Linked DNA regions of Mus musculus: region 1 is linked to region 2. Evidence: chromatin contacts called from public HiChIP or PLAC-seq data. All regions are on one chromosome and are shown on one strand. The core of a region is the stretch at or near the end of the contact, and the rest is flanking DNA. Distances in the headings are between cores, read along the strand shown.

What was found. HiChIP or PLAC-seq counts read pairs in DNA pulled down with a chosen protein or histone mark.
Region 1: an HNF4G HiChIP or PLAC-seq map of pancreatic cancer cells shows a contact between it and region 2. The contact joins the promoter of 1700039E22Rik here to the promoter of Dnmbp in region 2. A contact is called at or near these places in 1 of 39 promoter capture datasets (pre-B cells) and 1 of 115 datasets of contacts at active chromatin or transcription factors (pancreatic cancer cells).

Annotation. Positions count from the first base shown.
Region 1 is chr19:44,832,157-44,839,066 of GRCm38.p6, forward strand. It overlaps 1700039E22Rik (RIKEN cDNA 1700039E22 gene), which reads right to left and starts at 3,782. Exons shown (of 3, transcript NR_045315.1): 1 at 3,335-3,782; 2 at 547-668. It overlaps Pax2 (paired box 2), which reads left to right. Exons shown (of 10, transcript NM_001368747.1): 8 at 1,010-1,111; 9 at 3,235-3,321; 10 at 3,814-6,113. The coding sequence ends at 3,935.
Region 2 is chr19:43,937,029-43,944,632 of GRCm38.p6, forward strand. Dnmbp (dynamin binding protein) reads right to left here and starts at 3,170. Exons shown (of 16, transcript NM_028029.4): 1 at 3,089-3,170.

The DNA of each region.
Region 1 (6,910 bases), core at 2,532-5,031, 900 kb after region 2:
GATGGAGGTATAAGGAGCAGAATGGTTGTCTGGTGAGGAAGACAGGGGGATCTGCAGCAGAATCATGGGCCCCAGAAGAGGCTAGGCTCTAGTGTATGGGTGGGGAAGGTAGGAGGGAGCCAATGCTGTCCATGAAGACTGGAGTATGCTAGGAGGGGCAGAGAAGGAAGGGAAGCCTGTCACATGCAGCCATGTTCCAGAAGCAAAGCCTTGGTGCGGCTCTAATGTTGGCTCCCTTTGCCTCCCCCCTCACCCTGCTCCTGGCAAGGAAAGTCCTGCCTCCCATGCCCTGGGCTCTGTGTAATAGAGGCTCTGTATAATAGAGGTCTAGTCTCCAGGGAGGCTGCTGGTAGGGGGAGCAAAATTTTGCTCATTGGAACTTCGTCTGATCTGCTTATCCTCAAAGTTCCTGCTTCACTTCAGAGATGGTTTTCTATCGTGTAAATGCTACAATCATAGCAAAATAGCCCAAGGGTTAGTCCCTTGTCCTCCAGACCTAACGGGCTCAGCATCTACTGTTCCACTCAGAATAAAGAAAGCACCTACCCTCATAGAAGATGGTAATGGGGTATCTTCAAAGCCTGAAGGAAAGACAGGGGTTTGGGAAGAGGAGATGTAGAGGAGAGTAGACATGACAGAGGTCCACCAGAACAATCATAGCTGAGCATCTATAGAGAAAGAATAAAACCAGGTCATCTCCACCCATCTCCATCTGGGTTGAGGCTGTTGGAGATACAGACAAGGGCAAACACACAATGCACAGATACACAATGAGCAATATAAAACAGAGGTGTGCATACACACACACACACACACACACACACACACACACACACACACACACACACACGTAGACATTTGGATCCATATCCAGGCACTCAGGAGTCCGAATGCCTGAGTGCTCATCTCCTTCCTCTCTAAGAGCATCCTCTCCCTAGAGCATCCCAGAGCGAGCTGAGGCAGGCCCCTCTCTTCTAGGCCTCACTCCTTCCCCTTTGTGTTTTTCCAGGTCGTGATATGACGAGCACCACTCTACCTGGTTACCCCCCTCATGTGCCCCCCACTGGCCAGGGAAGCTACCCTACCTCCACCCTGGCAGGAATGGTGCCTGGTAGGTGACAATGCTGTAGATGTCTCATCTGGGTGGGGTTAACTAAATTGTGGGAGAGCTGCTAGTGGACTGTAATCTGTGGCTGGGAGTCGGGGGTTGGGGGGGGGGGGAGAACCAACAAGCCATTGTTCTGCAAACCATTGTCCTTCTATGGCCATAGCTGACTCTTTAGAAGCAATGCAAGGAGGAAGCATACAGAAATGTTCCCTTGTCAACACAGCTTTAGGTTATAGCCCTTCCTCAGCACCCATCCGTCCAAGTCTATGCCTAACTCAGCTAGCTGACACTGCCTGGAAGAGCCTGCCCTGGTTTCCATGGAAACTTGGAACCAAGGACCATTTTCAGGGGCATGGCAGTCATTCAGACAAAGCCATGCTGGTCTACACCAAGCCAGGGGAGGAGACCACTGTGGAGAACCAATCCCAATCTAGAGAGAAGGAAGCTAGTCTCAAAGTGGACAGGAGGGAACCAGAGAGATGTTAGCTTCAGAGAAAAATTAGCTACAACAACTCCACATGTCTTCAGAGGACCCAGGTCCTCTGTGCTCCTCTGAATCTCTAGTGTACCCTTTTGCTGAGAGGCACTGGACTTGGGTTTGGGGTTCAGGAAGCAGCCTGGTGGCTGTCCTCTCTAACCTTCACCCCAAATGAGAGTGGCTTAAAGTCAAAGAGAGTTGAAGTTTGGTGTTGAAACACCAAAATCTCTCACCTTAAGGTGGCTAAGACTCTCCCAGCCTGTAGTCCACTGTCTCTGGAGCCCTTTTGTATGCCCCACTCCTCAAGTTCAACCCTCACTGGTAGAGGGAGAAAGAGAGGACAGAAAGCTGGATTGGCCTTATTCATCAAGGCACGGCCCTGAGTAAGGGTTGAGAAACTGGGGAGCCCGTTACAGCCTGTTAAGAGAATAGGGCTGACTGAGAGAAGTTGGAGGTGCGGATGAAGGGATTGGGGCTCACACTTGGGAGAAGGCAAGTAGAAGCTGTTGGTGGGGGAGCAAGGGATGGCTCTGGAAGAAGATCCCAGCAGTGAGCAGGTGGAGGCTGGAGGAGGTCTTAGGGAGGTGGGGTGGTGGTGGTGAGGAAAGAGTGGGGAGGTGGGGGGTGGGGAGTCTACAGGGAGGTAGGGATGAGGGGAGCCGCAGAGAGCTCATGGTGGCAAGGGGGGAGTCGTTAAACAGAATCTAGTGCTGATGAGGAAATTACACTTGTTTCATTAGCGATGGGGAAGGAGATAGCTCAGTTCCTCTTGGTCACAGTTGAGCTCAGAAGCTCATTATCCTGCTGCACGCATGCTTTCCCTCCTCGTCAATAAACAGGCTTTCCAGTGGCTGCATCCCCCACCCCCACCCAGCTCCTTCTTGGAGTGGGGCCCCTTCTCCTCTACTTAACCCGCGGTTAGGGATCACTGTAAACAGTCTGGGGTCATCACACAGGAGAAAGGGCCAGGGGGGAAACCCATAGGCCTGGCCTTTCTCCTCCTGGAGGGAGGGAGGTAGCTCCCGAAGGCTCCCAACCCACTGTGCCCTCCACTGCTCACTGCTCCTGAGCCTGCGAGCAGTCCAGTGGATTCCCGCAGTTCACTTCCCCAGTTACGTGGCCCTTGTACTGAACCTCAGGAGGGAAAAGTGGGAGGGGTTATTTCCCAGGAGGGCACCACCACTACCACCTGCCTAGCTTTGGCACAGCTCTGAGATGCCATTCTTAGGGCTTTCTGGGACAAAGTGTCCCAGGGGCCTTCCTGCTCCACCTTCCCCCTCTCTCATGCTGTAGAATCCCTAAAGCCAGTGTCCACTGTAAAAGCTCTCAGCTCCCAATTTACTTAAGTGGGAGCAGCCAGACCAAGACCAAACCCTTCCTGGGCAGCGATCTCTTGCAGGAGAGCCCAGGCACAAACCCGCCCACAGATTCCCTCCATGCCTAGGTGTGCAGGGATCTGGCTGCTACTTGTCTATGGTGGCTGTCCCCATGCAGAGCTCGGAGTGTGTGGATTACCTGGCCTCTGGCCTGCTCCCAGGGGCCCTATCCCTGCTTGAAACACCCAAGACTGGGACTAGTGAGGACAGGACAGAAGAGGCCAACTGGACACGTTGAACGCCTCTAATTCCAGTTCCCCGCCCTCCCACAGGGAGCGAGTTCTCAGGCAACCCATACAGCCATCCCCAGTACACCGCCTACAATGAGGCTTGGAGATTCAGCAACCCCGCCTTACTAAGTGAGTACGCCACCTGGCAGGCCGGCGGCTCCCAAGGTCGCCTACCCGCTCGCCAGCTCGGGCGCGCAGGCTGCTTCGGGATACGGATCCCACTCAGGACCACCCCAATTCTGGGTACCCGGATGGGCCAGGGAGACAGGCCCATTAGAGCAGCGCCGGGTCCTGGGGATACCACCAGGACGCCTGCGCCTCCAGCCTCTTCCCTCCCCTACCTCTTGATCACTGGAGGGCTCTTAGCCAACAGTGGCCGTCGGACCCCTTGGGGGATCCGCAGCCGGGTGTCACCTGTCCTGTCCCTCTCCCGCCCTGTGGATGCAGCACTACTCCTGGGCATCTGGCCTCGGGGCCGAGCCACAGTCCTCCAGGCCTGATCCCGCTGGACCCGGGGAGGGCTTTTCTTTGCTTTTCTTTCCTTTTTTGTTCTCCTGTTTGTCCTCTCACCCAGCCCATTCTTCTCCTGTGTTAACTTCCAGGTTCCCCTTATTATTATAGTGCCGCCCCCCGGGGCTCCGCCCCTGCCGCTGCTGCCGCTGCCTATGACCGCCACTAGTTACCGCGGGGACCACATCAAGCTTCAGGCAGACAGCTTCGGCCTCCACATCGTCCCCGTCTGACCGCCCACCCCAGAGGGAGGGAGGACCGAAGCGACGCGCTGCCTCTCGGCCACCGTCCCTGTCCCACCCCCACCTCGAGACATCCTCCCCCAAGCCCCGCAGCCCTTCTCATCACCCTGTCGATGGCCAGACAGGACAGGTGGAGCCGCGGGTGGGACCCTCAGGCCCCAGCCCCGCCCGTCGCCCCTCCCCGCCTGCCTGGACCGCGGCGCCGTCCGGAAGCCCGCCCGCCTCTGGCCCGCGCGCCGTTTCTGTGACACACAATCAGCGTGGCCCACCCAGGGGCAGCCCACTTCGGACGCCCGGGAGTCGGGAGGCTTCGCTGGAGAAGCTGAGCAAGGGAAGCTAAGGAAAGGACTTTGTGCTGAAGGAGGAGCCGCCGGGGAGACCCTAGGGGGGAAATCCTGCCCCATCCCCCCTGTGCCTGCCAAGCTGACCCCGCCTTCTGTCTGCGCCCCGCCCCAGACGGTGGCACTGGGACGCAAGGGTCGGACTCGAGGGACAGCGTTTGGGGCGACAGCGTTTTCCAAGGCTGGTACCCAAGGCGAGCAGACGCCAACTGAGCTCATCCACCTGAACTGCCTAGTTCCCTTGGGCCTGCGATCTCCTTCTGCAGTGACTCTCCTCTCGGCCCCGCCTTGCCCTTACGTCAGCGCCTCTTCCACCTGCTGGCCTCTCACTTTTCCCTCCTGTGCTTCCTCGGCTCATCCCACGACACCTTGTGTTTGGTCCCAAGCACGCAGCCACGTCGGGGCCACCGCGGGAACCGTGTCCTCAGGCTGCGGCTGCGAGCATTGATCTTTTCCCATCAGTAATGCGCTGCCCACCCCCACCCTCCCATCCCAAACTCCCAACCTGCGGGCGCAAAAAGCCTGGAAGGAACTGACGACCGAGCCGCCCCAGATGAAAATCCGGGTCTCCCCGCCCCATTCCCCCCAAGCACCCCCTCCCCAGCCTTCCCTTGGGCAGGAGCTGAACAGAGCCTCAAAAAAAAAAAAAAGTCTACACTTATTTAATATGATGATGGTCTTTGCAAAAATGAACAAACAAAAACCCAACAGGCTGCTTTATAGAAAGACGGTGTGTGCTGTCGAGGCGAACCTCTCTCTGTACATAGCCCCTCCCTCTCTGCCCCGCCCCTCCGGGTACCATAGAGTCCCTGTCCTCCCGCCCCCCCCCCGCCCCCCTGCCTGTAGATACACCCTTCTGTCCGTGCTGTGAGAGTCGCCGCTCGCTGGGGGGAGGGAGGGGGGACACAGCTACATGCCCACTAAAGCACAGCACGTCCTGGGGGAGGGGGGCATTTTTTTACGTTACAAAAAAAAATTATGAAAGAAATCTCTATGCAAAATGACGAACATGGTCCCGTGGACACCTCTCGCCTGTTTTGTTGACTGTTTCTCTGTAATTCCGTGTTCATCGCCCTGCATCTCTCCCACTTCATCTCCCTTTTCTCTGCTACTCTCGACCCCTCTGTGTCTCTTTCTCTTCTTCACTTGTCTCTGTCTCGGTCCGTTCTGCCCCAGGCCTCCAAGGCTACATCTAAGATGGCAGAACCAACCTCGGGGCTTGGCCCCTTGTGGCCATGCCCCACGTGCCCGACCAGGCCACCCTGCCCCACCCCACCCTGTAGTTGCTCTCTCGGTAGCGGCGATGCTCCCTGCATGTCTCCTCAACCGTGGATCGTGACGACCCGAAATAACAGAAACAAAGTAAATAAAAGTGAAAAAAAAATAAGTAAATAAATAAATAAATAAAAATCCTTGAACAAATCCGAAAAGGCTTGGAGTCCTAGCCCAGAGTGCGCTTTCCTTCGAGCCATTTTATTTGAAAAGGAAAGCGAGAAAAGTGAACAATCTAAGGGAACTGCCGGCGCCCGACCGTGCTCCAGTGGCTGGAGCTGGATGGCGAGGGCAACGAGGTCCCAGCTTCGAGGCCCAGCCTGACCCAGTCTTGTGTGGAGCTGGCCGCGCTCCAGGAGTGCGGAATCCAGGAGAAGGCTTAGCCTTCCACAAGTCCCGGCTCCTCCGCCACTTTCAACGTGTCGGTTCGTTTTGATTATTTTTCCTTTCTTTCTCTCTTTCCTTCTTTCTTTTTTCTTTCTTTCTCTTTTCTTTCTTTTTTTGTGCACATGATAAATAATAATAAAAATAATAATAAAATTTTGTATGTCACTCCCCATGGCTCCAGGTTTGTCTCTCCCTGCCTCTGGAATAGGTCTGTCCTCGCACTGGTAAACCCTCGATAAGTCAAGGATCCAGCTCCGTTTCCACTGCGACCTCCTCTAAATTCTTGACCTAAGCTCCCCTGGACTGAAGCTGAACTCTGACAACAGTCCGGAGAAGGCTGTCCCTCAGCGCTACCTTCCCCTCCCCCACCCACCCAGGCCTTGGGCCAAAAAGTTTTGGCTTTCTGGAACTTCAGAGTAACTTTGACACTGCCCTTCTTTACCAAGTCAGCCTTGCCTTGCTGCTAGTGTCCTGTGACCACACTTAGAGGGGCAGGTTCCCCGAATGAGCAAAGTCTGGGGCCCTCTCTCCATGAGTGGTGGTTGCCTGCGGTCCTGTCTTCTCTTGGCTCCCAACGTGGATTCAGCTGCTCACTGGCACATTCATAACTGCGTCCTGTGTGCCCTAAGAGACCATAGAGGTTCTTTTTCAGCATTTATTTCTAGACCCTAAGAGCCGGCTCATGGGGCCTTGTGGACCACCAGGATGTCGCCTGGTGACCTCTCCATCAGCTGCTGAGAGTAGTGAGGGTGGAAGGTCTGGGTGTACTCAGAGAAGAAAAGCAGTTTAGGTGCCCCTGGCAGAGGAGGAGTGCTAGTGGGTGGGTCAGCCGATTCCTGCATATAAATGGAGTTTTGTTCTTCTGTGTGAGCTTATGTGTCCTAGAGGGGTTCTGGCAGCGAAGAAGAAAGCCAGTTGTTGATCTTTGTAAATACCTGGTATTTGAGCTCAGGTGAGAGTGGAGGA
Region 2 (7,604 bases), core at 1,920-4,419:
CCACTGAATTCTGATGACCGGATCCACTATGCTCGCATACCCACTCAGGGTCCCACTGGAGTACGCACGAGTCAGCCTTTGCCCACTCTGCTCACACTTCCGCTCTGACTCCTACAGTAGGGCCTGGCTCATGCAAGTGCTCCGAAAAGTATTTGCTGAATGCATGAATGCATGAATGAATGAATGAATGAATGAACGAACCACTCAGCACCAGAACACAACCATCCAACTCAAACTCCTTGATCAGCATCTTATTGTGCTCTCAGGCCTCAGTAGCCACATATCTTTAGCCTACAGAAAAGACTTACAAAGCCAAAGATGAAATAATTCATTTTAGTTACCCTGTGGCTGCTTCTCTCTCTCTCTCTCTCTCTCTCTCTCTCTCTCTCTCTCTCTCTCTCTCTAAGACAAGATCTCACTATGTAACCTTGGCTGGCCTCAAACTCACAGAAATCCACCTGAGTTTAAAGAATTAAAGTCCTGAGTCACCACACACCGCACCAGGCAGTATGGCTTTCTTTTCTTTTCTTTTCTTTTCTTTTCTTTTCTTTTCTTTTCTTTTCTTTTCTTTCCTTTCCTTTCCTTTCCTTTCCTTTCCTTTCCTTTCCTTTCCTTTTCTTTCCTTTTCTTTTCTTTTCTTTTCTTTTTCTTTCTTTTTTTTTTTTTTTTTTTGGTTTTTCGAGACAGAGTTTCTCTGTAGCCCTGGCTGTCCTGGAACTCACTTTGTAGACCAGGCAGGCCTCAAACTCAGAAATCCGCAAGCGCCGGATTAAAGGCGTGCGCCACCACGCCCAGCTATGGCTTTCTTTTTAACACCAAGGATAAAGCAGCTAAGTTAGCACCCAGTATATAAAATAGTTCTTTCATGGGGGATGGGGGATTTGGGATGGGGGTGGTGTGGTTATCGCTGGGATCCTGCTCTCCAGGTGAGAAGCTATCTCATAATGAACTCCCAAAAGCAAGACTGAGTTATTTAGTCTTGAAAATTAGTTTATTGAGATGCTTTCACGGCTGGGTATAATAATAATAAAAAATTACACATTCACTGACATGGAACTTTTGAGGAGTGAATGAGTCTCAAGAGTGTTTTATTAACAACAACAACAGCAGCATTGCTTGAGAGCCTCATAGGATCCTGAAATAGTAGCAAAGTCACAGGCAATATGCTAACTGATTTGTGTTTTGTCCCATAGTCGGGGAAAAAAAAAACTGGAAAAATAAGCCAAGCTTTGTAACTGCTGGTAGGCAGCAAGCCTTTGCTTGTAAACGGTTTGAATCACTTTTAAAAGTGTGCCTTCCCACCCTGCCCAACTTAAGACTAAGCAATCTGTAGCTTAAAATACGACTCTGCATTTATTTTAGCCCTGTACAGAGCAAAGTGACCCAGAAGGCTGGGAACGGTGATGAACTTGAAGCGCTGGAAGGCAGCATGCTGAAAAAACGCTTCCTTCTAAGGCACAGGGAAAGAGCTCTGCTCTGGAAACACCGAGATAAACATTCAGAACAGAGTCTGCTCGACCCTGACCCTTCGGCAGGGGTAGAGCATCCTGTGGTACAGCAAGCTCAGTGGGGCAAGGCCCCGCCCTGCCACGTGGGTGAAGGAGGAATGTGAAGAGGGTCTCACAGGCTAAGGGGATGCTCGGAGCTCGGTGCCAGAAAAGAGGGGGTGAAGAGGTTAGGAGGCCCTACTTTGTGGGTTAAAGGACAAATAGTTCATACATATTTGAACAGCATCTATAAAGATTACTATCACGCGCCAGCCCAAACCATACACAATGTGATAAAAGTTAGCTTAAAAGTTAGCACAGTTTGAGTCAAAATGTTCTTGGCTTGTTGGAAAAACTACCTGTGACAACATGCAAGTCACTCCCATGCCAGACTTAGCACTTCCCCACTACACACCAAGATCTCTGTCTAGACAAGCCATTGGGTGACATTAACACAGAAACATGAATGACACACACACACACACAACAGGTTTCACTCATTTCAACCCAATATTATGTGAGTGGGGGAGCGGGGAGCGACAGTGAAGTTGAACATCTGCTACATAATTTGTAAAATTAACTTTGTTTTCCTAGGACTTTGTTGTCACCAGGAGGGATCGGCTTCAAATACAAATGAAAGACTTTAGCGGTGGAAGGGCCTGAGAGATCACGAGATTCAGTAGTTTAGGGGGAATGAGGCCCGATGGATACACTAACTTGAACACTACACCTCGACTATGCTTTTCCTACGACTGTTTTATAAATGCAGCCCTAACTGAGAAATCAGGTCTGCTTGCTGCAAAAATCGCCTGTTGATTAGTCAGCTCTATCAGCGGCATGTAACTCGACTAAGCACAGTGGAGTCCAAACTATGCTCCTACCAGAGAATCGGTGTCATCACTAGCTTGTCACCATTATTAATTAGGAAGTTCCACAAGGTGCTCCCAAGACTATAAAAGAAACACTGTCAGACAGGTTACAGAATTTGCCAGCCATAATCCCACATGCGACCTTGCTTTTCAAGTTGGTTTTTCAACACGACCCTGTGCCCTAAAAACACCCTTCGCAGCTCTTAATACACACCACATGCTGTCCTGTCCGGTCACCCCAACACCCCTTTATTCGAGTGACAACCATCCTCCTCTGACACAAGCATGCAATCGTCCTGGGTACCTAAAAACTCCAGTAAGCCAAAACTGCATCTCCAGCTAAATATAAATAGTCCCGGGTTATTTGGGAAACCATCGCTGCCTGGCTGTCACGAAATCCCGGCCTCTCATGCCCACCAGCTGCAGCAGTGACCAGGAGCAGGACTGGGGCTCAGTTCTTCAACTCAAAGCCAAGAGGCAGGGCGGCGCAGTGACAGCGCCCCGGCTGGACACCTCGCCCCCCGGTCCGCGCCCCGGGACGGTCCCTAGGGCTGCTGCCCCCCCCCCCCTGCACCCCCTCGGCCGTGAGTGAAGACAGCGAGGGCCTCGCGTCTCGCGGAGCGCAGCTCAGCGCGACCGAGAGCTGCGCCGCAAGCCCCGCGCGCCCCGCAGGCGACCGTCCCCGCTACCCCACCACCCCGCCACCCCACGGACGCCCGGCCCCGCACCGACCTGCTCTCTGCCGCTCGGCGTTCCCTCCGCGCACAGCCACTGGTGGCCCGGCCGGGCCGCGGTCACCTCCCCTCAGCGGCGGCGGGCGGGCGGGCCGATCCGGGTGACTCCGCGCCGCCCCGCCTCCCTTAGCGCCGCTTCCGTCCGGTGGCCCCCGGCTCCGTTTCCCGCGCTCGCGCCCCCTGGCGGCCGCCTAGCCCGTCGCTCCGCCACGTCAGGGCTCGGGCTCCCAGGGCCTTTCAGGGAAACTGAGGCACGGACTGCGTGGGGGCGTTTAGCGACACACCTCGCTCAGGCTAGGATCCAGATCCCCACGCACTCGCGCTACCGCCAACCTAGAGAACTCAAATTCTCCGCTGCGCGAATTCTCTTACTCCGAGGCGGAGGCTAGCCTTGAACCTTCCATCGTCCTTCACTCCTCCAAGTGCTGGATTACAGGGGAACACCATCAGGTTACTGCCCACTCCTCATCGATTTTTTTTTCTTTTCTCCCGAGCAAAGTCTCACAGGACAATTTTGAGAATTTAAAAGCAAGGAATCACAGAATACTAGAACCAAACGTCCCGGTTTCTGAAAAGTCCCGGAAGACTTCTGACTGTTAAAGATCGCAAGTGCGTGGAGGAGCTGGTGCAAGCGCGGGGACCGACCTAGCAGATTTGAGGAATGCAGGAATCATATATCACTATGCACACACAGCAGAGATAAGGCTTTATTTTAAAATCTCATCAGCTAGATTGTTTCTTGACTCTTCAAAAATCGTAGTAAACTAGACATAGCATAAAGTGTATCGTTTGAACCATTGTCAAGTGTGCGTGCAGTCCATCAGAGTAGGTAAATTCACATTGCTACGCATCCATCATCTTGTCCGGCACCGGGACCCCAACTTCCCAAACTGAAACTGCTCTTATCGTACAGGGACTCCACTCCCAGCGATTCCTAGTCTCTCGTGTCCTTAAGAATTCGTCTACTCTGAAGACCCTCATACATGCAATCTACAATACTTGGCCTTTTGGTGCCTGCCTTATTTTGGTTAGAATAATGCCCTAAGTTTCATCTGTGCTGTTCTATGTGTCGGAATTTCCTTCCTTTTTACTGCTAAATATACTGCGTTGTGTTTAGGCGTTTGTCCTTCACTGGGCATTCGGCGGAGTTTCCCCTTTGGCTACTGTGGCTAAGGCTAGGACCCAAATCGTACACGTATCTGCTGGACCCATTGCTTCCAGTTCTTTGGAGGCTGTACCTAGGGGTGAAACTGCTGCTCACATACATTATTCTCCTCCTTTGCTGTCTGAACACTGAAGGAAGGCATTTTTGTGGTAAAACATAAATATTCCAGATTTTTGTTTTTGAAAGAAATTGATCAAATGCTTCAGCGGCCTGTCAAACAGTAAGCTTTTCTCCCCCTTTCAAGTAAAATGACAATCTACTACCTAGATAATGGTATTATTATCTTTCTTTCTTACTTACTTTCTCTTTTGAGACAGAGTCTCCTCTCTCTTATGTGGCTTTGACTGTCCTAAACCTTGCTGTGTAGACCAGGCTGGTCTCAAACCCCCAGCGATCCATTTGCCTCTGCCTCCACCTCCAGGTGCTGGGGGAAAGGTGAGCACTGCCACACCCTGGCGCTAATGCTTGTTATTATTAACTAACCACAATTCTGTTTTCTGTGTGCATACTTTTCTATTGTGGTTTGGACCCAAGGAGTCCTTATGAAAGCCAGATGAACTGGAAGCAAAGATTTCATTTTGAAACTAAAACAACATTGGAACCGCTTAGCATAACTCAGCTCTATCTATTTTTTAAATATTTATTTATTTTTTTATCTATTTACTTACTTACTTAGTTACTGGGGTACGGGGCACTTGAGGCAGGGGTCTCATGAGGAGGTCAGAGGACAACTTCTGGGAATCAGTTCTCTTCTACCATGTGGCCTCCAGGTTTGACGGCATGTGTCTTTCTCTCTGAGCCATTTCTCCACGCCTAATTGAAGCATTTTCCTTTCACGTAAGGGTCAGTTCCGGAATGGCCAGGTCACTGACTCTCAGAGGTATGCTCTTTGGTGGGTGCACTGAAGTTTGAGAGTGATTGCCTGAGGGCATCATGGAGATTCTAAATCATGAATGGTTGATTTCCATAATACCATTCTTCTGAGGCAGGCTAGCAGAGGAATGGTCTACTGCCCTGAGACTCCTGTCTAGTTTGGGGCTACACAGCACCCTCTTGTAATAATTCACAAGATGGAGAATTCTGTCTCCCAACAATACTATACATTTCCACACCTGGAACTAGTGATCAGACTGGTAACAATCAAATGGTATATTCCCAACATATCCAAAAAAAAAAAAAAAAACAAAACAAAACAAAAAAAAAGCTAATCTGGCCAGAACTAGTTTTGTATGTATTTCCAGTAGGGCAAAACAATGTCCTCTCTATTTAGAATGAATTTGCTATTTACTAACTAATGATTAAAATGAGCATATGGTTAAAATTAATGTATTCCAGGAAGGGACAGACATGCACAGTAAGAAAAATTAATAACCTAACCTATCAGTCAAAATAGATAGAGAATCGCCCAAAAACTGCCCTTTGGTAGTCAACCCTTCCTTCCTTTAGGCCACCAGGAGACCTCAGCTGCCACCTGAGGCCCTTGGGTACTCTCTTTCCTGGAGCCCACTGACAATCTGGGCAGTGCACCCTTCTCTAAACTCTACTCTTGGCTCTAGATAAAGTTAGCTTTCTTCTTTTGCAAATCTGTGTGAACCTTCATTCTCAATCCTTTGGATGAGAGGCTGAGGAGGTCGAAACAGCCCATATGGTAACTCTTCCTCTGAACAAAGGGAACTCACCCTACTCTTGTCACAAATGGGGCAGTGCGGGGCATTTGAGATTCAGCCTGCCCAATAGACTGCAGGGCTCCCTGCCGTCGTGAAAGTCATACTCCACAATCATGTGTCAGGAGATAAGTTATATGCCGGATCGGCGTGGAGTAGAGAATGTAATGTCTGAGACCAAAACGAGGAGAAAGTAGCCACGCGGAGACCTAAGGCAGTGCGTTCGTTCGGGGAGAAGAAACTGCAAGGCTCTGAAAGCAAAGTAAGTCATTAACCATGAGAGGACTGGGTGTAAGCAAATAACTAGAAAATCTGAACCTAGAAGACAGGCAGAGGCCAGCGAGATGCCTCAGCAGGTGGAGGTGCTCGCTGCAACCAAGTCTGAGGGACTGACTGTGCTATGGGGCACCCACGTGGTGGAATGAGAGAATCGACCCCAGAAAGTCACCCTCCAACCTTCACACGGGCACACGACAGTAAATAAGCAAATGAAGAGCAATAGAAAGTAGACAGGCGTGAGGGTCATCTGGGCTCTAGTCAAAACAGACCGAGTTTCAGGGTCAATATCTGTAGTTGAGAGGACCGGAACAAAGCTAGTCAAGAGAGATCTAGGCGGGGCTGGGAACATCTCGCAGTTGGTGGCGTACTTACCAAGCATGCGTGAAGCTTGGGATTCAAGCCTCAGCATCACATAAACTGGCCAAGGTCATACCTGTGTTCTCAGCACGTGGAAGGTGGAGGCAAGAGTTCAAGATTACCTTTGGCCACATAATGGGTTCAAACCCAGCCAGACCTGCCTGAAAGGAGGGGGTGGGGAGGGAGATTTAGAGGAGAAGATAGAGGGTGGTGGTCTGCCTTGGAAGACAAGAGATTAGTATGTAACATTAAAACTTGTGAATAAGACTGGAGAGATGTGGGCTGGTGAGATGGCTCAGCGGGTAAGAGCACCCAATTGTTCTTCTGAAGGTCCTGAGTTCAAATCCCAGAAACCACATGGTGGCCACAACCATCCGTAATGAGATCTGACTCCCTCTTCTGGGGTGTCTGAAGACAGCTACAGTGTACTCACATATAATAAATAAATAAATCTTAAAAAAAAAAAAAAGACTGGAGAGATGTTTCAGAGGTTAAGAGCACTGACTGACTGCTTTTCCAGAGGTCCTGAATTCAATTCCCAGCAACCACATGGTGGCTCACAACCATCTGTAATGGGATCCAATGTCCTCTTCTAGTGTGTCTGAAGACAACTATAGTACACTCATATACATAAAATAAATAAATAACATTTTTTAAAAACCTTGTGAATAAAGGCTTGGCAAGTAAGAGCACTGGATGCTCTTCTAGGAGACCTGGGTTTGATTCCCAGCACCCACACGGTAGTTCACAACCATTTGCAACTCCAGTTCCAGCGGATCAGACATCTCATTCTGGCCCCTGCTCAACCCAGGCACATAGCTGGTTCACAGACATCCATACAGGCAAAACACTCATACACATAAAATAAAAATACACAAAAATTTTAAAAATGTATAAGTATATGCTTCCTTCCACCTCCAGTACTTTCCAATAAACCAAAACACAGAATTCTTGTCAGTTTTGGTGAATCTCAGCTGTTTAAACTATTCAGATGCGTCGACCTTTGGTCTCAGATCTAAAGGGAACCCTACCTGCCAGGGTACTCTGGG